Linked DNA regions of Sus scrofa: region 1 is linked to region 2. Evidence: chromatin contacts called from public Hi-C data. All regions are on one chromosome and are shown on one strand. Each heading gives the region's core, a stretch centred on a gene start, on an enhancer-like site or on the middle of the called end of the contact. The rest is flanking DNA. Distances are from core to core; before and after follow the strand shown. Region 1 overlaps LAMA3 (laminin subunit alpha-3). Region 2 overlaps LAMA3 (laminin subunit alpha-3).

Evidence for each region. Hi-C and Micro-C count contacts between places; a contact is called where the count stands out from the background.
Region 1: a Hi-C map of liver shows a contact between it and region 2, with 2.7 times the contacts expected there. The contact joins two enhancer-like sites. A contact is called at or near these places in 1 of 5 promoter capture datasets (liver) and 8 of 47 Hi-C or Micro-C datasets (alveolar macrophages, embryonic fibroblasts, liver and 2 more).

The regions. Positions count from the first base shown.
Region 1 is chr6:108,778,050-108,780,749 of Sscrofa11.1, forward strand. LAMA3 (laminin subunit alpha-3) reads left to right here. Exons shown (of 75, transcript XM_003482042.4): 63 at 2,642-2,700. Among named protein-coding and RNA genes, the nearest start is that of TTC39C, 80 kb to the right of the region's middle. Within about 2 kb of position 1,297, at least 7 of the 83 cell types and tissues checked have an H3K27ac peak or open chromatin away from gene starts, as enhancers often do. A contact at or near this core is called in liver, where this site is marked.
Region 2 is chr6:108,672,739-108,675,438 of Sscrofa11.1, forward strand. It overlaps LAMA3 (laminin subunit alpha-3), which reads left to right. Exons shown (of 75, transcript XM_003482042.4): 21 at 1,259-1,401. Among named protein-coding and RNA genes, the nearest start is that of LAMA3, 130 kb to the left of the region's middle. Within about 2 kb of position 1,278, at least 2 of the 83 cell types and tissues checked have an H3K27ac peak or open chromatin away from gene starts, as enhancers often do. A contact at or near this core is called in liver, where this site is marked.

The DNA.
Region 1 (2,700 bases), core at 47-2,546, 110 kb after region 2:
TCTTACCGCAGCTTGCACCCCTCCATGATCTGGGGCCTCTAGCAAAGGTCCTCAGACCCTGAATCCTGGGGCAAACATGGAACACTAGGGTAACAAGAGTTACCAGAGTAACAAGAACACCCCAAAGAATAGTGGAAATGAATCTTTCATCCTACCATCTCTGCTGTAAGCGTCTGTTCTGTGGGAGAGAGTCACGGTCGTTCCCAGTGCTTTGGGTACACAGCTGTATAAGTATGAAGGGCAGGGCTTTAGGTCACACTGGCTTATACGACATCCTGACCATGCACATCCCAGTGCTGTCACCTTCCTGCTGCATGACCCCATGCAGGTCACTCAGCCTTCCCAAGCCTCCTTGTACATCCGTTAACATGGGCATAGTGGTGGCCTAACTCACAGAGCGCTGGTGAGATGCAGGGTAAAGGGGTTAGCACAGTGCCAGGTACCTGGTAAATGCTTAATCATGTCCGTGAAGAAAACGTCTCCCTCCATGGAGTTCCTGCTGTGGCACAGTGGGTGAAGAATCCAACCACAGTCATTCAGGTCACTGGGGGGGCATGGATTTGATCCCTAGCCCAGGAACTTCCCTATGCTGTGGGTGCGGCCGTAAAATTTTTTAAAAAGAAAGAAAATATCTGTCTCCAAATGTTATTGCGAGGATCGTATAATAGTATCTCACATAGAATAGGTGCCCTGTACCTGTCAGCTGCCTTTCTTTCCCCTTTTCATTTCTGCCACCAAATTCTTCCTTCCTATGCTTTCTGGAAAGAAGGGATTAGGAGATGTTGAAGGGTCTAAAACATGTTGAAACCAAGAGAGAAGAGATCTAAACAGACAAGCTCCCAGAATGGATATGAACTTTCTTTCTTTTCTGAATCAAGAAGCCAACTTTATAAAACAATCAAGTTCATGCTGCAATGCCAGTTAGGATTTGTTTCTTCTTTTAAAAGGGAAAAAGAAATTTAATTTTATGCATAGTGCATGTAGCTCAACTGTTTATAATGAATTGAATACAAAGGAAGGCAGACACCTTCCCATTTAGAAAAGTGAGCTGCTCTAGGGGTTTATAATGAAGTCAGCTTTATGTTTTTCTTATTATGACATTTGCTTAAGAAACACAAATATTTGCCTGGACTTCAGTCACTTGCTGTATGTTAGTGTTTTACATGATGTCGGCTCCAGGCAGATCCAAAAGTCAGATCAAAAGAGAAATGCCAAACAGCCACGTAGGAGGAGGCGCTTTAGAAGTTCCTTCGTTATAATGATGCACCATCTGGGGGTAGTTATTGACTCTGCCATCACAGATTGAGTCCTTGCTCTGTACTGGGCACGCTTTGAGTACATTACACATATTCTCTCGTTTAAACTCACAGCAGCCCTGGGGAGCCGATTACCGCATGCCCATTGAACAAATGAGAAAACAGAGCAGAGAGAGAAAGCAGCAGAGACAGGACTCGAACCCAGGCAGTCTGATCCAGAGCACGTGGCTCCTCTCAAAGACCCTTCCTCTGTGTTCATGGCTACGTGCCACAGAGGGTTCCAGGGCCTTCACAGTGACCTTTTGCACACTTAGGAGGTGGTGGATACAGCATGTGAGGCCAGACAATGCTTCCCATTGTCCCAGTGGGACATTGGGACATTGATTAAATCCCAAGCCACATTTTTTATCATTGCCTAGAGCCAAAAAGTAACATTTGTTTCCTCTGAGCTAACTTAGAACCGGAGAGGGAAAGAAGAGCAAAAAGCTTTCTAGAGTATTTCTGGTCCCAATAAATGACTTATTTATTAGCTTACTAATATATTTATATAAGGTTTATAGTATATGAATTTATTAATTTACTTTTTCATTTTTCAAAGTTTTATTGAAACATAGTGGATTTACAATGTCATAATCATTTCTGCTGTACAACAAAGTGATTCAGTTATACATGTACACACATCCATTCTCTTTCAGATTCTTTTCCCATAAAGATGATCAGAGAATATTGGGTAGAATTCTCTGTGGCTATATAGCAGGTCCCCACTGGCCAGTCATTCCACTTACCTTTTTTTGCTTTTTAGGGCCGCACTCGTGGCATATGGAGGTTCCCAGGCTAGGGGTCTAATTGGAGCTACAGCTGCCAGCCTACACCACAGCCACAGCAATGCCAGATCTGAGCCCCGTCTTCGACCTACATCACAGCTCACAGCAACGCTGAATCCTTAACCCACTGAGTGAGGCCAGGGATCGAACTCACAACCTCATGGTTCCTAGTCGGATTTGTTTCTGCTGCACAATGATGGGAACTACTACATATGCCTTTAATTCACGATGCACCACCATGACTCCAGGCGGGGGTCGGCAAGTAATTCCAGATCATGTACCTTATCTGTGTCGATACATCATTTGGGGACCCTGGCCATTCTTTGGTCAACATTATTTGCATTCCTTTTTAAAGCCGAAGATTCAAATCACACTGAAAGGAAGTAGATTTCTTTTAGCATCACAAAATAAGGGGCACTCTAGAAATCCCAGGAGAAGAGATAACCATGAAACATCTGCCTGATAATAAGAGATAGTAGGGAGTGAGTGTAGTGTTTCAGCTCCAATTCCCAGTCAAGCCTGCTCTGGTCCATCTCTTCCTTCTCTTGAATCCCAAACCAGGTTTAACATTTCTACACCGGCTTTCCGAGGCTGCATGAAAAACCTAAGGAAGACCAGTG
Region 2 (2,700 bases), core at 28-2,527:
TTTTTTTTTTTTCTTGTCCTCTGGGACACCTTTCCTACACCCACCCCTCCATGGGAGTCAGGGGCCCCCACTGTGTATTCCTGAAGTAATCTATGCCTCCTTTCAATACCCCTGTCCATGCTGCTCTGTATTCTCTTCTGGTCTGTAACCCCTCATCTCCCCGTCCCCACAACTGGGGAGCAGAAGCCATTCTGACTGTTGTCACTGCCTTGTCCCCAGAACCGAGCTCCAGCCCTGACACATAATGGGCCCCGTAGATAATCATAGGACAGGAGAGTGAATGCAAGTCTTTGGAGTAAACATTTCTTCTAAAGAACAAGCCTCCAATGGACTTAGATGCTACAGTTCTACTTGTTTCTGACCCTTCTACACAGGGTCCTCCACTTGTTTAATGCAGAAGAAAACAATGCATCCTGAAAGCAAACAGGAAACAATTTTTTCTTATTTCAAAGTGAATGCCTGTTCTTCAACAGAAATTTTTTTTTTTTTTTTTTTTTTGGCCTCTGCACATGGAGGTTCCTGAGCCAGGAGTTGAACTCTTGCCATAGCAGTGACCATGCCAGATCTGTAATCACTAGGCCAACAGGGAACTCCAGACATTTAAAAATTTAAAATTACATATAAACAGGGAGTTCCTGTCATGGCTCAGTGGTTAATGAATCCCACTAGTATCCATGAAGATGCTGGTCCAATCCCTGGCCTCCCTCAGTGGGCTAAGGATCTGGTGTTGCTGTGAGCTATGGTGTAGGTCGCAAATGAGGTGTGGATCCCATGTTGCTGTGGCTGTGATGTAGGCCAGCAGCTACAGCTCCGATAGTCAACCCCTAGCTTAGGAAATTCCATGTGCTGTAGGTGTGACCCATAAAAAAAAAAAAAAAAGACAAAAAAATTACATTTAAACAAAAAAACAGAAAGAAAAATATCTTAATATCTAATGTGTTGTATAGAATACTTCCTATGTGCCAAGAACTTTTCTAAGCCGTTTACACGAATTAACATATTTAATAAATTTTAAAAATCACTCACAACCCCAGCAGTTACTGCCAACACCTTTGTATCTTTCTAGTCTATTTGATACATAAATATATGCATGCATGCCATTATTTAAAATAAGATCAGTAAATCTGATCAGTACATATGATCAGTAAACCCTCTGAAGCTTTTTCAGATGTAAACTGAATGTTCAAAGCTGAATATCTAATACCAGAACACTGACTGCTAGGAAAATGCCCTCAGCAATTCTTTGTGTTTCTGATAGGTGTTGCTCAAAGCAAAGAGATCATCTTCCAGCCGAGTAAGGAGCCAGCCTTTGTCACCGTACCCGGAAATGGTTTTGCAGACCCGTTTTCGATTGTACCAGGGACGTGGATTGCTTGTATTAAGGCAGAGGGAGTCCTCCTGGTAAGAGATGGTTCTGAGAGAAGCTTCCTCCCCGCTTAGAGATGGTCCATCCACAGTGACCCACAGTGACCAACAGACTGAAAACTCCTAGTTGATTCCCTTGTAAACACAGGAACCTATGATGACATTTGCCCTCCCGGGACATAACAACATAGGAATTAAAATAGCTCTTATATTCTTCCAGCCAGCTTTCATAGGCCCCCCAATTTTTTTTTCAACTCATAATGACTCAAAGTTATCAAAATAAATGTGAAACCTTCATGAGCATATGTCCCAGCCTTTCAAAAGTTTCTTTGGGGGAGTTCCTGTCATGGCTCAGCAGTAACTAACCCGACTAGTATCCATGAGGATGTGGGCTCAATCCCTGGCCTCGATCACTGCGTTAAGGATCTGAAGTTGCTGTGAGCTGTGGTGCAGGTCGCAGACTCGGCTCGGACCCCTCGCTGCTGTGGCTGTGGTGTAAGGGCCGGCAGCTGCAGCTCCAATTTAACCCCACGCCTGGGGAACTTACCTATGCTACTGGTGCAGCCTTATTTTTTTTTTTTTTTTTTTTTTTTTTTTTTTTTTTTTTTTGGGCTCTGCGCTATGGGTTCCAGCTAGGGTTATGAGCTGTAGCTGCAGCTATGCAAGCCACAGCAACGGGATCCGAGCCGTCTGCACTACACAACTCACGCAACGGATGTTAACCATGACAAAAAAAACCTATGGTTATCGATTCGTTAACATGCGCACAGGAATCCGGCAGCCTTAAAAAAAAAAAGTTTCTTTGGGATTTTTTTCACCAGGAATCAGAAGGGCATTAAAAAAAAAAAAATCAACCTCAGAATTCCCTGTGGCTCAGTGGGTTGAGGATCCAATGTTTTATTGCTGTGTCTCAGACCACTGCTGTGGCATGGGTTTGATCCCTGGCCCAGGAACTTCCACATGTCATGGATGTGACCAGAAAAAAAAAAAAAAAAAAAAACAGCCTCTCTGGGAATTATGCAGAAGAAATCAGAAGGAGCTGGGAGAAAAGAAGGACCTCAAGTCAGTGAAGCTCTTGGTGGTGGGAGGAGAAGGGAGAGGCTGGAAGGGCTGGTGCTTCTCTGTAACTCACTTTCTGCCTCCTTCTGCCTTGACTGAGGCAATAGCAACACCACAGCAGATGGCCTTGGACAAAGAGCTCCTTGCCAGGGGAAGGGCTGTGTCCTTGCACATTAATGGAACAGCCAGAGAGACCCGGAGGCTGCAGGGGGTGAAACTGCCATCTCAAATAACTGTCCTTGATATTTGCTTTCCCTTATAGCAAGGTCTTTGCAA